Regions from separate parts of the Mus musculus genome. Here all the other regions are linked to region 1. A link is a contact called in public HiChIP or PLAC-seq data. All regions are on one chromosome and are shown on one strand. The core of a region is the stretch at or near the end of the contact, and the rest is flanking DNA. Distances in the headings are between cores, read along the strand shown.

Region 1 (5,751 bases), core at 1,077-3,576:
ATTTGCTAAACGCATGAAACTCAAGAAGAACGAAGACCAAAGTGTGGGCCCTTTGCCCCTTCTTAGAATTGGGAACAAAACACCCATGGAAGGAGTTACAGAGACAAAGTTTGGAGCTGTGACGAAAGGATGGACCATCTAGAGGCTGTCATATCCGGGGATCCATCCCATAATCAGCTTCCAAACGCTGACACCATTGCATACACTAACAAGATTTTGCTGAAAGGACCCAGATATAGCTGTCTCTTCTGAGACTATGCTGGGGCCCAGCAAACATAGAAGTGGATGCTCACAGTCAGCTATTGGATGGATCACAGGGCCCCCAATGGAGGAGCTAGAGAAAGTAGCCAAGGAGCTAAAGGGAACTGCAACCCTATAGGTGGAACAACATTATGAACTAACCAGTACCCCGGAGCTCTTGACTCTAGCTGCATATGTATCAAAAGATGGCCTAGTCGGCCATCACTGCAAAGAGAGGCCCATTGGACATGCAAACTTTATATGCCCCAGTACAGGGGAACGCCAGGGCCAAGAAGTGGGAGTGGGTGGGTAGGGGAGTGGGAGGAGGGTATGGGGGACTTTTGGTATAGCATTGGAAATGCAAATGAGGAAAATACCTAATAAAAATATTAAAAAAGAATATTTAGCCTCATGACATAGGCCATGAAGCACTGATTATTTTGACCCAATCTTTGAAATTCAGAGAACTTAGCCTTATTTCTTGTAAGAATCTTCAGAGAACCATGGCAGAAAGGAGGCTGAGAAATGAGGGGCCAAAGTTAAGTTTGGAGGCTTAGTAGGGTTAGTAATTGCTTACAGGACTTTGGGCACATGATTGAATTCTCCCTTTTATAAGTTGGAGCTAATAAACGTAAGTGCCAGACGAGTCCTTTAGAGCGCCCCAGAAGTACAATTTACTTCCAGCGTGAAGGTGAGCTGCTTTTGTTATACTGGGTTTTCTTGAGGCAGGTTTTGACAGTGGATTCGGAAGGTCCCTTGCCTATTTCTGCTTGTCTACTGTGACAGTCAACCTGAGGAAGATCTCGGACCCACCATCTCTTTCTGAATCTTCCTGCAGAGGATAGTCTTAGCCTCTGTGCAGAGTGCTGGTGAGCCAACCTGTCATGGGTGACCTTCAGTTTATAAGCTAGGGCTGACCCTTGACACACAGCTTAGCTTTTTCGCTCTCAAGAATGTTCTGGGGGCCCTGGTGCTAAGAGGCTTCTGTTGCCCACAGCAAGTGACCCATTAGCACTCCTTTCTTTTTTCACCCCCCTCTGTCTCCTTTGGTCAGTCCCTGCTTCTCCTTCCTGGCAAATGCTTGCACATAGATGACCTGTTGCTGAACTCTCCTGTCTTGACTGGTTCTAGGAACACCAAGCAAAGACAGCCTTACTCTTCATTAGACTATGCTGAGCTGATGCCCCATTTTGGATGAGCAACATGATGGGAGAGTGATGGAGAGGTCCCCTCTGTTGTTTCGTTGGCAAAGGTCTACTATCTACCATGGTTGGAAATAATCACAATGGAGATTAAATATCCAGGAAGTGCTAGTACTATCCAGAGCCAACCTTCACAGCACCAGAAGATCATACAAGTGCCAAGCCCTCTCCTCTCCCTGGAGCAGGACTGTATCTCCTCAGGGACAAAGGCCACACCTAAGGAAAGTCCCTAACAACACTGCATTTGGTTGAGACTCTGGAGAGCCTGCCAGGCTGTTCTGGAGACTGGGGTATGGCGTCCAGGTTCTCATCCAAGACACTCAGTCTTGAAGGAAGAACAGATAGTTTAAATGGGAAGTCTCAAAATTTCCCCTAATTGAATTCGACAGACCATTAAGTGGTTCTATACAGGATCTGTATGTTGTCACAGCACTCTGGTGATAGGGAGGCTCCAGGCCCTTGGCTTTTCAAGCAAATGCAATATCGTTTCTGAGCTGTTAGATTTTCTTTTCCTGTATATTTTTGGGTGTGGTTAATGTTGTTAGATCTATGCTCCTGCCTCAGGTCGGGGGGTTGGTGGGGAACAGAGGTGTGTATCTTTCTCTTCCTGCGTTTGCCCGTGCCCTGTGCCAGAGGTCATTTGATCGCGGAGCTTGTGCACTTGTTTTCTGAAAACAGTGGTGTCTCTGGATGCACACGCTTTTAAAAATGGAGGACAGCAGCCCTTTGAGTTTGTAGATGGAGCAGTTTGCCCTTTGCAGTGAGCTGTTTATAAAACACTGAGCACAAATGAACAGCCAGTCACAGACCTGCCAGCTGTGCAGGCAGGACCAGCCGCTTCCCATTGTACAGACAAAGTGGAGGCGGGGTTTGAGGAAACTCTTCAACTTCCTCAGGGGAGCTAGCAGCTACAGCTAGGAGGCTGACCCACAGCTTTCTTCAACCTTGCCTCCTGCATCGTGTGTGTGTGTGTGTGTGTGTGTGTGTGTGTGTGTGTGTGTGTGTGTGTGTGGTGTGTGGTGTGTGTGTGTGTGTGTGGTGTGTGGTGTGTGTGTGTGTGTTGTGTGGTGTGTGTGTGTGTGTGTGTGGTGTGTGTGTGTGTGTGTGTGTGTGTGTGGTGTGTGGTGTGTGTGTGTGTGTTGTGTGGTGTGTGTGTGTGTGTGTGTGGTGTGTGTGTGTGTGTGTGTGTGTGTGTGGTGTGTGTGTGTGTGTGTGTGTGTGTGTGTGTGTGTGTGGTGTGTGTGTGTGTGTGTGTGTGTGGTGTGTGTGTGTGTGTGTGTGTGTGTGTGTGTGTGTGGTGTGTGTGTGTGTGTGTGTGTGTGTGTGTGTGTGTGTTTGGATTTCAGGACTAGTATGTTAAGTCTCATCTCGGGTGCAGGGCGAGGAAGGAGTAAGGATGGAGATGCACTAGGAAGAAGAAAATTATTATTTCCAAAACATGATGCCCCATGTCAGGACCCAGCCAGGGCAAAAGGGGTGCAGCTGTGGCTGTGTGAGGGGGAACCCTAGCCTCACCGCTGCAGGTGAGAAGAGCCAGTCTCACCATTGGGATCTCGGGGAAGAAAAGATGGCCGCCAAGGGAAGAGCACTGGTGTCTTTCTAATTGTTTTCTTTTGGCACGGAGCCTAAGGTGTCGACAAAAAGTTGGACCCATAGAAATTGGCATTAGAATCTGGAGACACAGCCCATCTACAGTTAGCTTTGCCTTTGATGTCTTTGTTTGCATGATATTGTGCCCAGGTGACCAAAGCGTTGCTACTCAGTCGCGGAACCTGGTTAAGACTTCCTGGGTTCAAGTCCCAGCTCCACACTCAGCAGCCACTGGATCTTGAACCTGTTTTCTGATGCTCCGTCTTCACCTAGCAGGTGACAACACGTTAGCGTGAACACGCCGGATGCACCCCAGCCTGGCTTATGATGGCAGCGTCATAAATGTTAGCTCAGGGTGCTGTCTCCGAAGAGAATACCTGGCAAACTAAGTTTTCTTCTGCCTGCCCACTCCTTCCTCTGCCATCATTTGACAGGCACTGGTTCAACCTCTGCATAAACAGGCTTTGGGATTCCCCCCCCCCCCATCCTGTCTTAAAGGCATACATTAATTTTCATTTTCTTCGATCAGGTGGTCCTGTACCAAAACGCTGGGTGTGGCCATGCCACACATTTTGGATCTGACCACTAGGTGGTGATAGAACTTCATCAGCGGGTTCTAAGCCACGATGTAGGTAATTAAAAAAGGAAAGAAAGGAAAGGAAAGGAAAGGAAAGGAGAGGGGAGGGGAGGGGAGGGGAGGGGAGGGGAGGGGAGGGGAGGGGAGGGGAGGGGAGGGGAGGGGAGGGGAGGGGAGGGGAGGGGAGGGGAGGGAAGGGAAGGGAAGGGAAGGGAAGGGAAGGGAAGGGAAGGGAAGGAGTGGCCGAGGCTGTCCAGACAACTAGGGCGAACATGTTGCTTGTCACATACTACCAGACCCCAGGATGGCCTCAGATGAAGCCGGGACAGCGAAAGACAAGAGACAGGGCTGAGGCATGGAGCGTGGCAGAGGGCTTTGCTCGGGCAGCTGGAAGTCTGCGGGAAGCTGGAGATTCCAGTGGCTACAGGGCACCTGCTGTCTAGGGACCCTTAGGCAGGAATGTCTGCAGGGACTGCAGAAAGTGAGGGGCGGGACCGGTCCATTCCCTGGTGCCCTGGGGATTCCAAAGCCTATCACGGAGCTCAGGGTCTGTCTTATTCCTCACTTTGGTCCACCCACCCTTGTCCTATCGGAAAACGAAGTGCAAATGATTTCTGAAGTCTATGGCGAGGACCTAAGTGCCTCCCAGCCACCCGGAAATACCTCTTTGGTGCCCACTGTATGGGAACTTGACTTTGAGCCCAGGCTCTGCCAGTTGAAACCGAGTTTCTCCAGGTGAGGCTCCCATTTTAAGCTCCTTTATTCATTCACAGAGTGAGTTTTATGTGGGAGCAAACGAGCAAGCTGGGAAGGGTGGATGTCTGATCAGTGGGAAAATGGGGGACTGGTGAGGAAGAACGAGGGAAGGGAATAGGGGCCGGAGACAATGGTCCACAGTTTTATTCTTGCTTGTCCTTTTCTGGGTCCTCTCTATCACACTGAAGGAAGAGGGCACCTGGAACCACCAGGACTATGGCCATTCTGTCCACTAGAGGGCGGAGGCGTTCTTCAGTTTAGCTTGGTGTTGGCGCCGGCTTGGAAAAGTGTGAAGTTTGGGGAGTCTCAGGGTCCAAGGTCTGCAGACTATTTTCTATCATCCCCTTAAATCCCTTAACTCATTTCCTGCTCAAATGTGGCTGTCATTTCCTAGGACATTTTATGCCCAGATCCGGTCTCACCATTGCCAGAGGCAGCTCTGGGGAGGGTGGCTTTTGGCTGGAGCTTGGGGACTTGGGCTGCTGTGGGGAATGATAGGGGAATGATCGATAGTTACCCTCACACCTGAGTTGACTTTCCCAAGAGCCTGCCCCTCCCTATGGCCTTTGTTTGTAGAGCATGAACTCCCTGGACACGATAAGGCATCTTTAGCATGTTATTTATATTTTTTCTTTCAAATTAGATTTTTATTTAGTGTGTGTGTGTGTGTGCGTGCGTGCGTGTGTGTGTGTGTGTGTGTGTGTGTGTGTGTGTGTGTCCAGTGGGGTGGTGGGTAGGCATGGAGGTCAGGGACAGTGGGTCTCAGGGATGAGTCACAGGCTTGGCAGCAAATGGCTTTACCAGCAGAGCTGTGGTGTTGGCCTGTGTTCCTTCTTTAATCCCTCCAGGCCTAGCTTGATCCATCTCTCAGAGCTCAGCACCTCCACTCAGCCCGGGTGTTCCGGAACCAGGCTATGATAGGTAATGATGGCTCTCTCCAGCTTTCTGAGCCCGTTCCTTCTGCTAGGCTATTCTAGGCCAGGAAACTGGACTCAGCTTGGCCTTCAGTTGTCCTCTGCCGAGCTTTTTGGAGGAGTCAGGGACACCAGTGAGGGACAGTTGCAAGCCTGTTCAGAGGCTATTCAGCCACAGCTTTTCTGGCCTTTCCACAGGATCCTAAGGTCCATTCAGGGTCCTTGCAAGCATCGTCAGTGGTAGGTATAGACAGGTGTTATACACTGTAGAGACTGAGGTTGGAGGGGCTCTGGAGGACTGACTTTATATAGGCTGTCCTCTGCTCAGGGCTGTACCATGGTCTTGTGTGAGGCATCAGCTGGCAGACCTGCTTGTCAAAGCCACTGCAGCCAGACTGGATCTTCTTCCTGCAGTAGATGAAACTTCTGTCTACTGTGGTCAGGCACCCTGCTTCCTGCAGCAGCCCTGGGT
Region 2 (5,751 bases), core at 1,101-3,600, 1.4 Mb after region 1:
ATGGCTGATGAAAACACTACCTCCTAACAACATAAAAATGGTCGCTCAGATTAAATTATGCAAACGTAGTTTCAAAATAGCCCGCTCAGGTTTCAGCGCATTACAGATGGGCCCGCAAAGCACTTTGCCGTGTTGAGCCTGGTTCCAGCGGAATTTCTGTGGCACAGAGGGAGACACAAACCCCAAATCTTCCTTATAAAGAAAAGCTCTGAAATACAAGAGCACGAACATCAAATCCCATGGGCACATCCACCCGCCTTACACATTGTCCTTGAACACAGGCCTATCGCCAGGCCATGGACACTTCTGCAGGACTCCATTCTGGCCTATATGCAGAAGGAGCCATCTTTGAAAGGGTCCCTCATGTCTTTTTAAAATAACATATTCCAGAGATGGAATTTTCCAAATAAGATAATAAATGTATAGTTTACATTATTAATTCTATGAAGAAACTAAAATGCATCTTAAATTATCCATTTTCACAAATTGAAATGTTTTTCCTACCTGGCAGTACTTTAAATAGCCATTTGTGAAGATTTCTTTTCTGGGAATAAGAAGTTCCTAGTTTTCTTCTACTTAAAACTGAGGGGAAACTCAGGCTAATTACTAAAAAACAAAGCGGTTTTGATAAATTTAACATGCGGGCTGATTTCAGTACACACATCACTGGTTCACAGAGAAAGATAATAGTTTCAAATTCACAACTGATCAATTTGAATGCTTTAGTAAAAAAGACTTTAGATGTAAGCAGTTTTTATCAGTTGACCTCTATTTACGTTGCGGATCGAAGTGAAACTTCAGGAGATATATAAAGTGTCAGTTCTCTTTAGGATTTGCTGGACCGCTTTACAAAGAGAGGAAAAAGGACCACCTTAGGAAACTTTTCACTTTTAAAAAGTTGCAAATTGCAAGTAGCTAAAAGTTATGTAAAATATCAAAGTTAAATAGGACTTTAGGAGTCAACCAGCCAACAGATAGGAAACCATTTTGTCCTGAAACGCGACACCCCCCCTCCCTGTTATTGATGGCAAATTTGAGTTTTCACTCTTTTCTATTAGATAACTCGCTTTTTAAAGCCATTCAGAGTTGACTACTATTTGCTTCCATTTCCTTTTCCATGTTTGCTTTTTTTTTCCTTAGTGCATCGTAGTGAGTTTACAGAATCCCCAAGATCAGAACAGCCAACAAAAAACCCCAGCTCCTCATGTGAGTTTTCCTGAGTTTACATGTTCCAATTAGACTTGTGGAAACACTCAAACTATTTTTCAGGACTTTGTCACAGGTGGACCAAGCCTGAAGCAAAATAAAGAGCCTTCGAACAATCCGACATTCTAGGCCTCAAACTGTCAAAACAATGCTTTTTAAGGAGCCGAGGGAGTAAAACACCAGCGGTTTACCTCTACGCTTCCCAGACGGGATAAGGGGCTTCCTGGGACCCCTGACCACCCCAGCTTACCAAACCAATGAAAAGAAGAACGGTGAGGTTCACCACGGTATCTAGGGGAAACCTTTTCTGCAGCTGAGAACTCCTTGCAAGGGCCATGTTGTAAACTGTTTGCGCGTTGTTTACAGGCCCTCAACTCCCTTTGTCCCAAATCTCTAGTTGACTCCACTAAAGGTAGTTTTGTTCTCAGTGGCGATTTATCACACACCCTTCACTAAGCGCTCACACTCACGCTTGACCCGTCATCGTCACCGTAATACATTCCAGTGGTCTCTAAGGATCAGAAGGATGAAAAAAATAGTCTCTGGGTCATTTCCCCCAACTTCGAGCTTATGAAGTTAAAACAGATCCAGTACCATCAGAAGAGAAAAGAGAACACATAAGAAAAGGCAAAAATTATGCCCCACCACCACCACCACCACACACTAATAACTTGACTGCGTTCTACCCAATATCACCAACAAGCCAGAATGACACCGACCCAGCTCAGAGCGCCAACAACACTTCAAACACAAGCGGGGCGGGCGAAGTTTAGCAAAGGATGGAAATGAAGCCACAAAAGAGGGCCCCTGGTGTGTGTCCCAGGCTCACCCCAGCCCCACTCCATTCTCCCTCTTACTTTTGGATGATCTGGGGCAGGCTGGCTTGAGGCTGAGGCGGTGGCGGTGGCGGCAGAGGCTGCATCCCTTGCTGGCCCTGGGGCACGGAGGGCCCCTGAACACCGGGCATAACGCAGGCATCTCTGTCGGGTTGCTCCGGACCGCTGGGATCCGCGTCCTGGCTCATGGCTACTGCCAGCACCATGCGCGGCGACACCGGCCCGGGCTCGCAGCGAAAGAGCGCGCGGGAGGGGCGGTCCCGGAACACAAGCGCTCACTGGCCGGGGTCCCTGTGCCCAGTCCCCTTGTCCTTCTCGGTGGCGTGGGGAGGAGACGAGAAGGGTGGGGAGGAGACAGTCCCCGCGGCGCCGCCTCCTCCACCTCCCGGCGCTCAAGCTGGAGAGGCTGCGGAGGGGGCGGGGGACAGGGACAGGAACAGGGGGCGTCCCCGGGGCCACGGAAGCCGCGAGACGCCCAGGAGCTGCTGCGCGCGGGGTGACCGGGACAACTGTGCCTGTCCACCCGAGGCACAGTGAGTAGCAGCCGCCACCCGCCACCGCGAGCCCTTCGGGGTGACCAGCCAGGCGCTCCTCAGCGCGACACCCTCGTGAGAGGGCGACACGCCGGCCCGCCCCGCAGCCGCCCTCCGCCGCCTTGTAGTTTCTTCCGGAGCTCACAGGCTGCCCGGCTCCGGCAGAGTCCCGAGGACATCGCCAGCGCGAAGTGCGCCCGGGGCTTGGCATCCTCCTGCGGCTGGAGCCCAGCCAGCGCCTCTGGAAGGACCCGACACTGTCACATCCTTCCCTAGGTGGGTGGGACTGCGATCTCGGGGCCCAGATGATCAGGCCCCGGAGCTCACCACGCTGGTAGTTCCAGCTGTCGCTTCGGGGGTCCCAAAGGCGACGGACAGGGTAGCAGTGGATTCATTTCTTTGAATTTTCCCACGAGAGCAAAAGAAAACCAGGCACACGTTTCTTTCATATTTATTGGCAGCGTCTCTGGAAATTTAAAGGATAAGGAAGAGAGTTCACCGACTCTGTTAATTGCCCGGAGCCCACCTGCGCCGGACACCCGTGTGCACCGGGGTGGCAGCTGTGCGACGCACTTGTGAGGCTCTGAGGGCGGAGCAGCTGGAGACGGCGACAGGGGACACCTGCTCCCGCAGACCCTCCTGCACCTGAGCACCGGCCGGGGAGTGGCCGCCTCGTGCTCTCTCGGACTGTGCTGTTCCGTGGTGTTCCAGACACGGACGCCCGCGGCCAAATTCCTCTCTCGTGCGTTATAAGCCAGAGGGCAGCGAGCTGATCCCACAGCCTGAAGTCCTGCCTGCCTGCTTCACACACCAGAAAATTCTAAAGATGTCTCAAAACCTGACAACTGCTTGAACTCTCTGAAAGATACTTTTTGTCCCTCCTGACTCTTGTGTCAATTTCCCCTTGAAACTGCCTACTCTGCCACCCTACCTTAGAGAGCTTCTCTCTCTCTCTCTCTCTCTCTCTCTCTCTCTCTCTCTCTCTCTCTCTCTCTCATTGCCAATTAGAGTTACGATTATTTGTATTAAACATCACACACATCATTCACAATTCACACAAGTCTGACAAACAAACAAACAAACAAACAAACAAAACAGAACGTGTGGCGGCGGGTGGCACATGCCTTTAGTCCCAGCTCTTCACTAGAGAGGCAAAGGCAGGGGGATCTCTGTGAGTTGGAGACCAGCCTAATCTACAGAGCACCAGGACACCCGGGGAGACACAGAGAAAGACTGTCTCGAAAAAAAAAAAAAAAAGCAAAAATCTCTCAAGTAAACATGGCTTACTTGCTGGCCCCTCTCAGAAGCAGAACAGGGTGTCTGAAGACACGGGCAGTTTTCTGTGATCAATTTCTGTCACTAACTTCTCGAGTGTGGCTTCCACATACTCCATCTTACCCAGGCACACATACACACTCCCTTAACCCTGGAGGAAAACACCTAAAACTAACATTGAGACTCTCCCCAAAAAAGACAATGAATGAAGTCTTCCCAGATGTTGCCAGAGAACCGTCTAAAGCGTCTGGAGAGAGCTCTGTAGTCATGAGGCAGATCTGTTTACTGTCTGGACTGCAATGCACCAATGGAAAGGTATCCTCTCTGAGGGTTGGTTAGCAAATGTGACGGAATTAGGAATAATGAGGCCCTGGCTCCAAGTTCGAGGTGGGGGTGTTTCTTGCAGGCAGAAGGGCTGATTTTTACAAGTGGGATTCTACAGTTCAATAGTAGCCAACTTGAACAAGGTATTTTTAAAACTCCGAGGAAACTGAGTGGGTGGAAGGCACACTAGTGCTCTCATTAAAGACTTGGTAACATGAAATTCTATGGAGTTCTCTCCATGGGAATGGGTGGAAAAAGACTGAGGTGTGGGGGTGAGTTTTGAGTGTTCCTCCTGGGACAATACAGAGAGCAAAGGGAGACTGAGAATTCACTGGGCTTTGGAAATTTAAAATAAATAATAAAAGAAAATCTATGGTCCGCAGGCATTTTCCCCCAGAAATCCTATTTGCATGGCTATAACTTAATATTTGTCATTAGCAATGTGGAGGGTAGTGCTCTGGCAGAAACCTTAAGGTACTTGGATCCCCCAGAATGTTGCCTGGGACTGCAGTGAGCAACCATGTCTATTTTCCAAGTCAAACATTACATGCGTTAACCAGTTGGGGATGCAGTTACTTTTCCTCGATTTTTATCTAGGAGTGGCACAACACAGACACACACACACACACACACACACACACACACACATACACACACAGATAATTATCTAGGATCCAAACTGCCCTCCCATCCCCTAAGGGTGTGCTTCTCTAAGCAAATGTGAGAAAGGCTGAGTCACCCACTTCATTTCACAGTGGGGAGTCTGACGAAGGGGAGGGCTGGCAACAGCTCTTTGCTCCTCTCTGCAGGAGCATCCTGTCCCTCCTTGACCCACAAGGATCAGGCAGCGAGGCTTTTGTTGTGCGTGGACATTTCTCGGGAGGCGTGCCTTGCTTATCTTTAGACAGTAACCCCTGAGCTAGCTGGAATGATTGTATTTTACAACCAAGGAAACTGAGTCTCTCAGACAGCTATGAGAATGTTGCTCAAGGCCACCCAGCTTCTGAGGGACAGAGCAAGACCACTGCTAGGCCGGTCCATTTTCAAATCCTATCTGTCACCCTGTGAAGACACTGCCTGGATGATGGGTGTAGAGCTGAGAGCTCACTGCCTGATGAGGTTTCATCCTCCAGGGAATAAAAACCGGCACCTGTACTGTGATTCAATCCGCCACACCCACCTTCTGAGAGCCCTAGATTAGTAGGTGGTATCTAAATTGTAATGGGACCATTTAAAGAAACAAGCAACTTTGTTATTCCAGGGTCAGTCATTCTCAAACTTGCAGTGACACTGGGCCCCTGCCTTGTTTCATAAGCTGAATAATGAATTTACTGGCTTTCAGGCTCTGTGTTCTCATACCTGTTTATTTAATGCAGACAGAGAAGCCTGAAGAACGTGTCCAAGGTCAAGGTCGCTGGGATACTGAACTGCAGAGCTGGGGCTCAGCACCTTTTCTGTAACACTGCATCGCTCTTCTGTAACACTGTATCGCTGTTCTGTATCATTGTAACACTGTCCTCTACTCAAAGGGTCGCCTACCTTTCAGGCTGATGTGATCATTCCTCTGCCGAAGGGAT
Region 3 (5,751 bases), core at 2,370-4,869, 1.3 Mb after region 1:
AAATGCATGCCTGTCCCAATAATTAATAATAATAATAATAATAATAATAATAATAATAATAATAATTTGTAGAGATTGTGTCCTGAACCATAAAAACCAGCCCAGCATGCTAACTCCTCACCCCATCATTTTAGTGGCATGAGAAAGTCCATATGCTCCTTGCTTTGAAAAGTATGCCAGAATAAACTGTGTGTATATTTATGGCACATATTTTCATCCTAGTCCTCATTTTAAATCCAAAAACAGTAAAACAGCTTTTACATATCAGTAGTATACACAGCAACCAAAAACCCTATAAGTGAAAAACAAAATCTAAATTCGAGGTAGTAAGTGCCAGTCAACTTTCACAGAATCTTAGGAGAAATGGGAGGAGCCGGTCTGCCACATCGCTCTGTGGCCTTGTCCGTTGACTGTATTGTGTTTCTGGGCAAACAGAGACTGGACTGTCTATAAATGAGACAGGCTTTCCTGGTGAATCTGCTATAAGCGGTTTCCACAGTCGAGGCTTTTGGCTAAGCCATATTTTCTGTGTCTTAAGGTTCCCCTTGCGGGGAGTGGGTGTAACCAAGAAATGTGTTCGGGATGCTGGTGAAATGGAATCCCAGGGCACCTGAACGCGCCAGTGAAATCTGAAGTCTGGACTGATGGACCAGCCAGGCTGCACAGCCAATCTCCTTATAAAGCAGGCGCTGGGAGGGAATGCACAGCTGGGACACATCTGTCTCCACTGTCCCAGGCCCTGTGCGATAAAAACTCAGAGCTGATAAGCTGAGTGGGGGCGGGGAGGGCCACAGCAGGCAGAGAGGGTTGGAGAGGGTTGGGGTGAGAGAGAGACAAACAAGGGTGTGGGCACACCGCACCTCCCTCCCTGGAGCTCCTTTAAGGGAAGGGGGCTCATGCTTGGAGAAGGTAACTGGGTAGGACCATCTCCTCCAGTAAGGCTCCTGGGACCAGTGTGAGCTTTTTGGAACTTCAAAAGTCACACAGGTCAAGGGCCACGCAGGATAGGTCATTTTCATCTCAACTTTGTAGAGCAGGAACCTAGAGCTCTAACACTCACTGCCATTAAGTAAAGTGGATGAGCCTATAAGACTCGAACCCCAACCTGGCAGGTACAGTAGGAGCCTCGCAGCCCTCCTCCTCCCTCCGGCACATATCCTCCTGGGCTGCTGGCTTGTTTGGTTTGAAGTGAGATCCCAGAACATGAGGCACACCCACGCTCAAGAACAAGAACAAAACACACTGCCAAGTCAGATTTAAAAAAAACCAAGCCTTTGTTCTTTCCCTCTTGTGTGAGGAATCAAAAACTTTCTACAAGTTCCTGAAGAGAGATACCCAGGCAGCATGCAAGCTGCACTCTGAGGCGCGCCTGCTGCCTTTTAAGATATGGGGAAGGAGGAGGGATGGCCTTGTGCACTCTGGGGAGTTGCGCTGGGGGCATCTCAGCTTCATGAGCCCTTGTGTGGTATGGCACCATCATGGCTGTAACAGAGTGGGGAGGGGCTAACAAGAAAGGAGGGAGGGTCCCGACTGATGAATGATTATGCCTTGTGTACTGTCAGGTAGCAAAGCTTTAGAAGGCAAACCCAACAGGGCAGCTCCACCCCCAGGCTTGGCCACTACACAGATTGTCCTTACTGACAAGGTGTTAAGGAGGTGCCAATGTGTTTCTTATGACCAAAGGAGCACAAAGTTGGTTTTGTTTTCCCCAGAGAAGGCAGCTGTGTTTTTTAACCTTTGGTTCTGGGCTGGAGCAAGTCCTTGCTAGAGGTTTTCCTCCTGGGTGTTGAAAGGTTATCTAAAGAAGAGCCATCTCCCCAACAAGGAAAAGCAGCCATGCAGTGTGGCAGCGAGTCAGATGTGGATACGACTATAGAACCTCGCTGTTCATACCCAGCCCGTAACTAGACCCGAACCTCATTGTTCAGACCAGGCACACACGAAGATCAGAACCTCACCATTCAGACCTGGCACAACCAGACCCAGGAGCGGGTCCCCTTCTGTTTCTGCTTTAATCTTACAAATTCTTACTGTCCCCAGCTTTATTCAAACTTGCACAGAAGTGATTTCACACAAATCATCCACACAGAATATATCCCTTTTAAACCAAAATCTTAGGTGAGAAAAAAAAAGACTAACTGTTCTATCTAAGAAAATAAAAGTCGTAAAATACTTAGCCTGCAAGAGTTAATAACTTAGCCAGGCTTGGTGGTGATACACGCCTGTGATCCCAGAGCTGGAAAGATAGAGACAGGGGGATCAGATGACTCAAGGCTAGTGTTGAGTTTGAAGATAGACTGGGTATGATAAGACTTCTGTCTCAAAAGACAAAAGAAAAAAAAAGGAAGGAAACGAAGGAGAATGAGAGGGAGGGGGAGGAGGGAGGGAGGGGACAAGGGAGGGAGGGAGGGGACAAGGGAGGGGAGAAGGGAGGGAGGAAGGAGGCCACACAGTATTCTAGGAGCGTCTATTTCAAGGTTTACTGCTGTTTTAAGAGAGTCCCCAGAACACGAGGCACACCCACACTCCAATCCAAATACAAACACGTTCCACAGCCAAATGAAGATGACAATGTTAGGCTTTCTCATTTATGTAAAGACTCAAGCACACACACACCCCCTCCCCAAAGAAAGCGGTGTGTCTTGGAGAATCTTGCATTTCCCAGCAGCTTGGTGGCTGTGGCAACCGCCAGGAGCTAAGCAATGAAGACCTTAAATGGCTGTGGCTTCTCAGAGCCCGGCGGCGGCTGGGAGACGAATGCGCTTTATGTGAGTACAGTGCCTGAGTACTTCAAGATGGGGCTTCTAAGTCTACAGCCTCCCAGTGCCGTTGCACACCTGGGTATAGTCACTCACCGCCCAACCTCAGCGTGGGAGATTCAGTATGCTTCTCCCCAAGTCTAGGTTTAGTAACTGAATGGATAGAGGCTGGAGAGATGGTTCAGCACTAAGGAGCACTGGCTGTTCTTCCAGAGGACCAGCTCCCAGGTTCCCACATGGCAGCTACCAACTAACTGTAACTCCAGTTCCGGGGGGTGGGTGGGGGGGAGTTCAAGGCCACCTTCTGGCCTCCGTGAGTGCAGCACACATAGTGTACAGACATGCATGCACCTGTAAGTGTCCCCGTACGTGGTAAAGAGGACTTTACAGCAGTGATTCAATTAAGGATCTTGAGCTAAGAGAAGATCACCTTGACATTGCCGAGGTGAGCTCTGTGTGACCACAAGAACGATGAGGGGGAAAGTCAGAGAGATGGAAACACTCATCACAGAAAGGGAAGATGATGCGCTGATGTCTGTGCAAGTGGAGGAAGAGACTATGAGCCAAGACAGTACAGGAAGCCTCTAGAAATTCAAAACAGAAAGGGAAAGAATGTTCCTGAAGAGCCAGGGCAGAGGCAGAGGCATTCTTCCTAACAGTTCCACTACAGACCTACTGAGAGGGATCTTAGAATCTCACTCATCTATGATGCTACACACTATCAGATTTGTGGTGATTTGTTACAGTGGTAACAGGAAATGAATACAGTTTCCCCAAGACATCGATACTGAGGGTGAGTCTGTTTAGAGAGCTGAGGTGGGCCTGCATGTTGTGGGCAGGAAGTGATCTTGCTAGAAGTCTGGGTAGCACAGACACCCAAGAGCCTGGGAAGCTAAGGTTATATACGCCACAAAACAAGGTCACCAGAGGACTCTGCAAAGCCAGCTAGTTTTTTTCACTCACAGCAGTGGCAAACAGAAAAAACATAGAATTGCACGCTTTTAGGGTCCATTCAATCCCTTATTACAACACTGAAAAGTTAACTTGTCCTACGGCACACAGGTGGCTGCTGATGAAACCTCATGGAAACTTCTGGTCACCTCAGCTTCCCAGGCCTGGGAGGATTACCTATCCACCTCACCACCTCAGCTTCCCAGGCCTGGGAGGATTACCTATCCACCTCACCACCTCAGCTTCCCAGGCCTGGGAGGATTACCTATCCACCTCAGCTTCCCAGGCCTGGGAGGATTACCTATCCACCTCACCACCTCAGCTTCCCAGGCCTGGGAGGATTACCTATCCACCTCATCACCTCAGCTTCCCAGGCCTGGGAGGATTACCTATCCACCTCAGCTTCCCAGGCCTGGGAGGATTACCTATCCACCTCACCACCTCAGCTTCCCAGGCCTGGGAGGATTACCTATCCACCTCAGCTTCCCAGGCCTGGGATGATTACCTATCCACCTCATCACCTCAGCTTCCCAGGCCTGGGAGGATTACCTATCCACCTCAGCTTGAAAGGTTATGTTCACGCACACTGAGTTCACTGAGTACATTCCACATGCAACACTTGCAAGCCTCCCACCAAGAACCGGGGAAATTGAAGGATGTCCTTCCTTCCTGTCTGTCAATCCGTCCATCTGTCTTTGCGACAGTGTCTCTGTGCATTGTTCTGGCTGTCCTGATTCTCCAGAGGCAATGACCTCAAGAACGTCCCTGTCTAGAAAGCGCGTGGCTCAGGATTCAGTCCACATCTTCTTGCCTATACCAGGAACAGCTGCACTGTTTGCAGCCATCCCCAGCAGATTCGAGGCTGGGCAGTAGGGAAAACAACACAGTAGCGCACATGCTTTGGACCGGGAGTGGCAATGTCTGTCAGACGCCCTCCCCTGAGCCTGATCCCCTCACAGATGCAGCAGCTGACTGCACAGGCTCTGATTTACCAAGAAGCTTGGGAGGGCTCCAGTGCCCCCAGGCTGAGGTTATGTCTCTGAGCCATTAATTGCTACAAAGAATTTGCAGTGTATAATTAGCTTTAAAACTCTAGTAGTGTGCTTAGAGAAAAAAATTAAACCAGTGTTTCCCTGAAGAGTTTTCAAACTAAAGTATTAGAGAAAGACAAACTAATAACCCTTATTTTGTTGGGATGTAGAGATGTGGAAGAAAACCTGCCTTGAGAAAGGATGTGCAACCTATTGTTCCCGTCAGGAGAGTGTGCCTGTTGTCCCAACTAATTGTCCCAAGATGCGATGATACAGTAGCCTTTGGCCAGAAGAAATGGGTTGCATCTGGCCATCGAGACACATGCCCATAATTCTACTACCAAGAAGGTAGGTAGAAGGAGGTCATTAAAAGTTTGAGGCCAGCCTGATCTACATAGATTTTCTAGGTTAACCAGGGCTATAAACAGAGACCTGCAAGGGAGGCAAGGATTGGGATGATAAAAATCTTCATCCTGCTCTAAAAGTAAGACGTTAACGACACACACAGGACCCTGCTCTGTCTGACACAGTCTTTCAAAGGACCAGATATTCCTTCAGAACTTTAATCTTTTAGCCTGTGTCGACTGGCATCTGGTGTGAGCTATGCAAAGCTTCCAGATGTGGATACATAAAAGTGGAGAAAGATAAAGAAGAAATCAAAAGGGGGGGGGGGGGAACATGGGGAAAGAGACTTCCCTGAGATCACAGGAAGGGTGTGGTGTGCTCTGACTGAGGAAGCTCACGCAGGACAGATTCACACTGCCCTTTGCAAGAAATTTAACCAATGAAAGAAAAGAACAACCCAAGGGCTTCCCCTCAAGTCTGAACAAAGGCTTACAAGGTCCTGGGTTTGACCCAGTGACAGGTGTGGAGACACATCCGCAGTGTGTGACTGATAGAGGGAGGGTCACCTGTGGTCAGGGACCCAGGTTGCCATCTACCTGTTAAGAGATTAGGGGACTGTTGCTTAACATTTCCACCTTTGGGATTGATTTTTTTTTTTTTTTTTT
Region 4 (5,751 bases), core at 1,435-3,934, 1.2 Mb after region 1:
ATGGGAGGAGAGGGGGCGGATCAGGAAATAAGATTTGCGGCCAGACCAAACACCTAAGTTCAATGAGTTGATCTGTTGTCATTTCATCTGTGTGAATCCTGTGGGCTTTAGAGAAATGGAACCAACTGAGCATGTGTCTCTCCTGTGTATCAAGCCCAGTCAGTGTTTGAGAGCAAAAAGTACCAAACTGCCCAGGGCTATCCCGGACAGCCTCCAGCTATCTTGCCAAGGCAGCTAGGCTAACGGGAAGTCCTGGTTATAAAAGCACCTTCTTGACACTTTTCCTCTAAATATATTTCAGTGTACAGATACATATCATTTATGCACAACAACATGAAAATACAAATAAAAAGAAAATTTACAAACATCTGCAGTCCCACTATAAATAACCAGTTACCGTGTATATTAATAACCACTGTTAACAAGCTGTCATGTTACGCATATAAATGAGTGCATTAATGAGACTTTTTTTTCACTCAAAAATAAAAATCTTCCAGAAGGGCTGGAAAATGCCACCTTCAGGGCAAGACCCAGAGTTGACAATCATAAATCATAGGAGCTGCAGATGCCTGCACTGCACTTGTAAAGGGATGGACCCATCAGGAGTCTGGAATGCACAAGGGAGGGTATTCAGGGGTCCCTAGCCCTCACTGTTGAGCTATTGGCTACTGATAGATTTAGAGACAGGAGATCATTTTCTTCAGGAAGACCAGGTCACTGATGGTGTCAGTAGGCACTATTAGATAGTTCTCAGTGGGTGACAAAACCAACCCAGAAGGCATTTGTCAGGACAAGGGCAACACGTGTGGTCCTTTGTGATCTCCAAGTTTTCAGGGAGAAACCCTCACCTCTGCTGGATAATGTTTTCTCAAAGGAAACATAACTTTGGTCAAACAGCAGGTGCCTTTGTAACCACCACAGCCTCTGGCTCCTATAACAGGGGAATGGGTTGGAAAGAGAGTGGGCACTTAATAGGAATGGAGGAAGAAGAGATGGGGTATGGGGAAAGAGTAAAAGCATGCTGTGTATATGTATGACATCATCAAATAACAAAATCAGTTAAGAAACCATCTCCCTGATATACTTAGAGCAGAGAAAAGCAGCCCTGACCGTAAGACCATGACTTACCCGCCAACGTATACCCCACGTATCCCCAAATACAAACTCCTGTGTGCTAAACACACGCAAGTGCATAAACGAGGCTATAAAATCATTGCAAGAAAACCCAGGAAACAGCTTGCATAATAATGTGAGGATGAAGAGGCCGCTTAAGCAAGACAGGAAGCCCAGAAGCAGACTTGAACACTGGAACGTTTTGAACTCCTGCATGATGAAAGATAATGCAGACAAAGTTCAAAAACAAATGCCAGGCTTGGGCGAAATATTTTCAGCTTTCAGCAGAGGATTAATATTTCTCACCAAGCACAGATGCTTTGTGCCCACTACCATCAGACTCTGACTTCCATCCCTCCTGGGTGCTTCAAAGCATTCTCTCTCTCTCTCTCTCTCTCTCTCTCTCTCTTTTAGTGGATAGATTTCCACATTTAGTGTTTTCTCTATCCTCTTAATAGGTTCATTCATTTTCTTGACGTTAGACACATATCTAACTTAGAGAAGTTATCATGTGCGGGGCTTGGGAGATGGCTCAGTGGATAAAGGGCTTGCTGTGCAGGCATGAGGGTGTACACTTGGATCCCCAGAACCCACATAATAGCTGGGCACAGCTGCACACATCTATCACCCTAACACTGATGCAGCAGAGGCGGGCAGATAACTGGCCAATTCATGTAGCTTAGCCAGTGAGCTCCAGGTTCAGTGAGAGAAGGTATCTCAAAAAATCTGCAGGGGAATGATAAAGAAAGACACTCAGTATTGACCTCTGGCCTCCACATGCACACATATGTATGTATATGGACATGCATGAATAAACACAAGTTATATTCATGCACATATACACATATACATGCACATAGACATGCACATATACACATATACATGTACATATGCACATATACAGGCATATATAACATGCACATTTACACATACCAAGCTGTTACTTGCCCATTGACAAACCACTAAGAAACAAAACCTGGACTCTAGATAGCATTCTCCTGACCCCCAAGCCTACCTTCATCCCACACTGCCAAGCCATCCCCTGGGTGGCTTAGCAAAAATAGCTTACACCCTTCTGCCTAGCTTGTTCAGGACCCACTTAGACAGGGGTCAGTCTACAATCAGCCCTACAGTCATCTCCTGAGTGGCTTCTGATAGTGGTGAGCTAGGATGTCCTGGGTAATGTTCCCCTTCCAACCTGATTCCCTGTCACAGGAGCTTCAGAATTACACAGCATGCGCTGGGGTGGTCACGGAGGCACCCCGATGTTCTCTTGAAAACATAGGATCTACTGCAAAACTGGAGAGCGTGAGAGACCACACCACCAACTGACGCTGCCTCAGAGCAAAGGCTCATGGCTCCAGTGCACCTGTTTCTCCTGCGTATGGTTTCTTCAGTTGGAGCAGAAGGTGAAAAGATAACAAGCCATATCGTCATCTTTTCTGGGAGAACCAAGAGAGATTACCATGCACACGTCTCAAGGCCACAAGCACAAGCAGCAACATACCCACAGGCCTTTGCACTGAGAGGGCCACCCTGCACCCCTGCTGTACTAAGCCACCCTGGAGCCCAGGAAGCTGAAGAGTCAACTTAGCCCCCGTCTCTAGAATAGAAAGCCACCGACCAGGCAGAACTGCTGAGCCCTACATACTTGTTTCTCCTGTGCTGTGCCACTCTCTGGCCTCCTGCCTGAACCAATATCACAGTGCCACCCCATCCTGGTTGACATTCCGGCCTTGGCTTCTTCCCTGCTGGTCTCGTGGTTCTCACCTGATCTGATGATCTTCCTTGTACACCTGGAACTGCTCCAGCAGAGACCTTCTGGGAAGACATGTTCTGGCCAAGATAACCCAGTGACAAGCTGACACATTTAAAGTCTGTTGGGGTCATCTTGTCTCATCAACCTATCCACAGGCACCCAAGAGCCAGCCAATTTCCACCATCCAACTCTGGAGGGTAAGCTCCCCAGGGACAGAAGCCACATTGTGTTTCTACACAGAACCCACAGGACTTCCTACAAGGACTACACAAATACTGCCTGAACCTATTTACACCCCCTTCTTCCTTGCCACATATAACTCCTAAAGACGCTGTGCATCACCCATTTAAGCATAGACTGGCAAATTCTTCCTAAAAAGAAGAAATCAGTAAATATTTTAGAGTTTGTGAGTCTTTTTTTTGGTTTTTCGAGACAGGGTTTCTCTGTATAGCCCTGGCTGTCCTGGAGCTCACTTTGTAGACCAGGCTGGCCTCGAACTCAGAAATCCGCCTGCCTCTGCCTCCCGAGTGCTGGGATTAAAGGCGTTCACCACCACGCCCGGCTGAGTTTGTGAGTCTTAAGAGCTAAAAGTCAATGTGATTATCTAGGTATTTAAAAAGCAAAAGAAAACAGATTTCTATGAGATATTTTTTGGGGTGGTTTTTCTTTCAGGTTTTTTTGTTTGTTTGTTTTATTTTGTTTCTGTTTTTGATGCAAGGTTTCTCTGTGTAACCCTGGTTATCCTGGGACTCACTATAGAGCAGGCTGGCCTAGAACTCAGAGATCTGCCTGCCCCTGCCTCCCAAGTGCTTGGGTTAAAGCAATGTACCAACACCGCCTGGTTAGATTTTTTTTCCTAGTTATGTACAACTTTTTATTTCTAGAACTTTGTTACAGTAGTTCCCAGCTGTAATCCCAATATTTAATATTTAAGACACACAGGAATCAGAAGCCCAGGGTCATTTTTTGGTTACACAGCAAGCCTAAGGCTAATTTAGCATATCCAAACTTTGACCCAGTGGGCAAAGGGGCCGACCACCAAACCTGATAAACTGAGCCCCCAAAGTCAAGGAGAGAAACAACTCTAGCAACCTCCACAGGTTCAAAACGGCTGAAGGAATCGCCCTCTCCCGCTCAAGCTTTGGCCTTCTGTATCCTTTCTTTCCGCCTGGCTGCTCGCCTGCAAGCTTTGAAATGTCCTTAAGCATCTGCTCAAGTGCTAGGAGCTGCTCTAGCAAATTAACTCTTCTATAGTACGGGGGCATGAGATTACAATGCAGAGCTGCTTGGTTGGACGCCTAGGCTACTCCCCTGGGCTCATTACCTCTGAAATGGTGCCCCGGAGAGGGCTGAGCGAATCTCTATGGAGTTTAATCAAGACGCCTAGCTGGTCTTAGCTATAGACTCACCTGATCCCTAGGAAAACCTTCTGCATGCCTAGTGAGTCCTTGGGGGCTTTCTTCCTAACTCCTTCCCCGACACTTCTCTCTCAGGTAATTAAAGCATAGTTATGATCTGGTTGTCTTCCTAGTGAGATGATATCACAACACAATGCCACGTACTTGTAATTTAGGAATATATCAACCAACTGGGTGTTTTGTTTTTGTTTTTGTTTTTGTTTTTGTTTTTGTTTGGTTTTTGGTTTTTGGTTTTGGTTTTGTTTTGTCTTGTTTTGTTTTCGTGGCAAAGCCTGAACAAATACCAAATCAGGACACGCATTTTCCAGATTTTGCTGACAAGCCTATGGTGCAAAACAGAGAGACAGGACCAAGAGTTAAGAGACTAGCTAGGCCTCCTAGAGACCCTGTTTCAAACAAAAATAAGCAGAACTAGTAGCACACATCACAAACACAAAAATGTAAAACAAGAGGCCAGCTGGATAACTCGGTGGTGGGAAAAGGTGCTGGTCTGACAGCCTGAGTTTGATCCCATGGGTGGAAGTATATTGACTAGTCAAACTTGACGTCACGAGTGTGCACGCCCACACATGCATATGTAAAAACAATCCCCCCACCTCCAGTGGCTCATTCTAATCTGTTCTGTGCATATTTGTTACAAAAAGTCAAGATAACAAAAATCGCCTTTATTAAACATTCCTGCAAACGAAAAGAATCCAAAGATCTATTCCAATTACCTTCCAAACCAAACCTCTCCAAATTCTATTTACATTATTCCTCGGCCCCAAGCTTGAGTCTTCTAAAGTTCACAGAATCCTTTGACTCATCCTCGATTCTTTGGGTAAATTTAAGTCATTCACATGAAGCCAAATGTCACACATCCTATATCACTTAAAGGTTAACAAGTTAGAAGATCCCCCAGCACCAGAAAAAGTTTAATCTTAAAAAACAAACAAACAATATGTACTCACTGATAAGTGGATATTAGCCCAGAAACTTAGGATACCCAAGATATAAGATACAATTTGCTAAACACATTAAACTCAAGAGAACGAAGACCAAAGTGTGGACACTTTGCCCCTTCTTAGAATAGGAAACAAAACACCCATGGAAGGAGTTACAGAGACAAAGTTTGGAGCTGTGACGAAAGGATGGACCATCTACTGATTGCCATATCCAGAGATCCATCCCATGATCAGCTTCCAAACGCTGACACCATTGCATACACTAGCAAGATTTTGCTGAAAGGACCCAGATATAGCTGTCTCTTGTGAGACTATGCCAGGGCCTAGCAAACACAGAAGTGGATGCTCACAGTCAGCTATTGAATGGACCACAGGGCCCCCAATGGAGAAACTAGAGAAAGCACCCAAGGAACTAAAGGGAACTGCAACCCTATAGGTGGAACAACAATATGAACTAAGCAGTACCCCAGAGCTCTTGTCTCTAGCTGCATATGTATCAAAAGATGGCCTAGTCGGC

The links. HiChIP or PLAC-seq counts read pairs in DNA pulled down with a chosen protein or histone mark.
Region 2: an H3K4me3 HiChIP or PLAC-seq map of craniofacial prominence shows a contact between it and region 1, with 8 times the contacts expected there. The contact joins the promoter of Rbm20 here to the enhancer-like site in region 1. A contact is called at or near these places in 1 of 15 datasets of contacts at CTCF or cohesin (the NIH/3T3 cell line), 1 of 484 Hi-C or Micro-C datasets (Th1 cells) and 6 of 115 datasets of contacts at active chromatin or transcription factors (craniofacial prominence, embryonic forebrain, embryonic hindbrain and 3 more).
Region 3: a contact with region 1 is called in an H3K27ac HiChIP or PLAC-seq map of T-cell acute lymphoblastic leukemia, with 12 times the contacts expected there. The contact joins two enhancer-like sites. A contact is called at or near these places in 2 of 15 datasets of contacts at CTCF or cohesin (large pre-B cells and pro-B cells), 4 of 115 datasets of contacts at active chromatin or transcription factors (the NIH/3T3 cell line, T-cell acute lymphoblastic leukemia, extraembryonic endoderm stem cells and 1 more) and 1 of 9 other capture datasets (embryonic stem cells).
Region 4: an H3K27ac HiChIP or PLAC-seq map of T-cell acute lymphoblastic leukemia shows a contact between it and region 1, with 20 times the contacts expected there. The contact joins two enhancer-like sites. A contact is called at or near these places in 8 of 39 promoter capture datasets (cranial neural crest, embryonic stem cells, frontonasal cranial neural crest and 5 more), 1 of 15 datasets of contacts at CTCF or cohesin (the NIH/3T3 cell line), 1 of 484 Hi-C or Micro-C datasets (bone marrow-derived macrophages) and 1 of 115 datasets of contacts at active chromatin or transcription factors (T-cell acute lymphoblastic leukemia).

The regions. Positions count from the first base shown.
Region 1 is chr19:55,059,991-55,065,741 of GRCm38.p6, reverse strand. No RefSeq gene overlaps it. Among named protein-coding and RNA genes, the nearest start is that of Gpam, 37 kb to the left of the region's middle. Within about 2 kb of position 2,326, at least 38 of the 459 cell types and tissues checked have an H3K27ac peak or open chromatin away from gene starts, as enhancers often do. A contact at or near this core is called in T-cell acute lymphoblastic leukemia, Th1 cells and craniofacial prominence, where this site is marked.
Region 2 is chr19:53,673,905-53,679,655 of GRCm38.p6, reverse strand. It overlaps Rbm20 (RNA binding motif protein 20), which reads right to left and starts at 2,350. Exons shown (of 14, transcript NM_001170847.1): 1 at 2,064-2,350. The coding sequence starts at 2,248. Gm46653 (a long non-coding RNA gene) reads left to right here and starts at 3,885. Exons shown (of 2, transcript XR_001782674.2): 1 at 3,885-4,165; 2 at 5,551-5,751.
Region 3 is chr19:53,805,224-53,810,974 of GRCm38.p6, reverse strand. The region is part of intron 1 of Rbm20 (RNA binding motif protein 20); the gene reads right to left. Among named protein-coding and RNA genes, the nearest start is that of Gm16299, 17 kb to the left of the region's middle. Within about 2 kb of position 3,619, at least 98 of the 459 cell types and tissues checked have an H3K27ac peak or open chromatin away from gene starts, as enhancers often do. A contact at or near this core is called in T-cell acute lymphoblastic leukemia, where this site is marked.
Region 4 is chr19:53,884,039-53,889,789 of GRCm38.p6, reverse strand. All of the region lies in intron 3 of Gm30990 (basic salivary proline-rich protein 2-like), which reads left to right. Among named protein-coding and RNA genes, the nearest start is that of Pdcd4, 16 kb to the left of the region's middle. Within about 2 kb of position 2,684, at least 43 of the 459 cell types and tissues checked have an H3K27ac peak or open chromatin away from gene starts, as enhancers often do. A contact at or near this core is called in T-cell acute lymphoblastic leukemia, where this site is marked.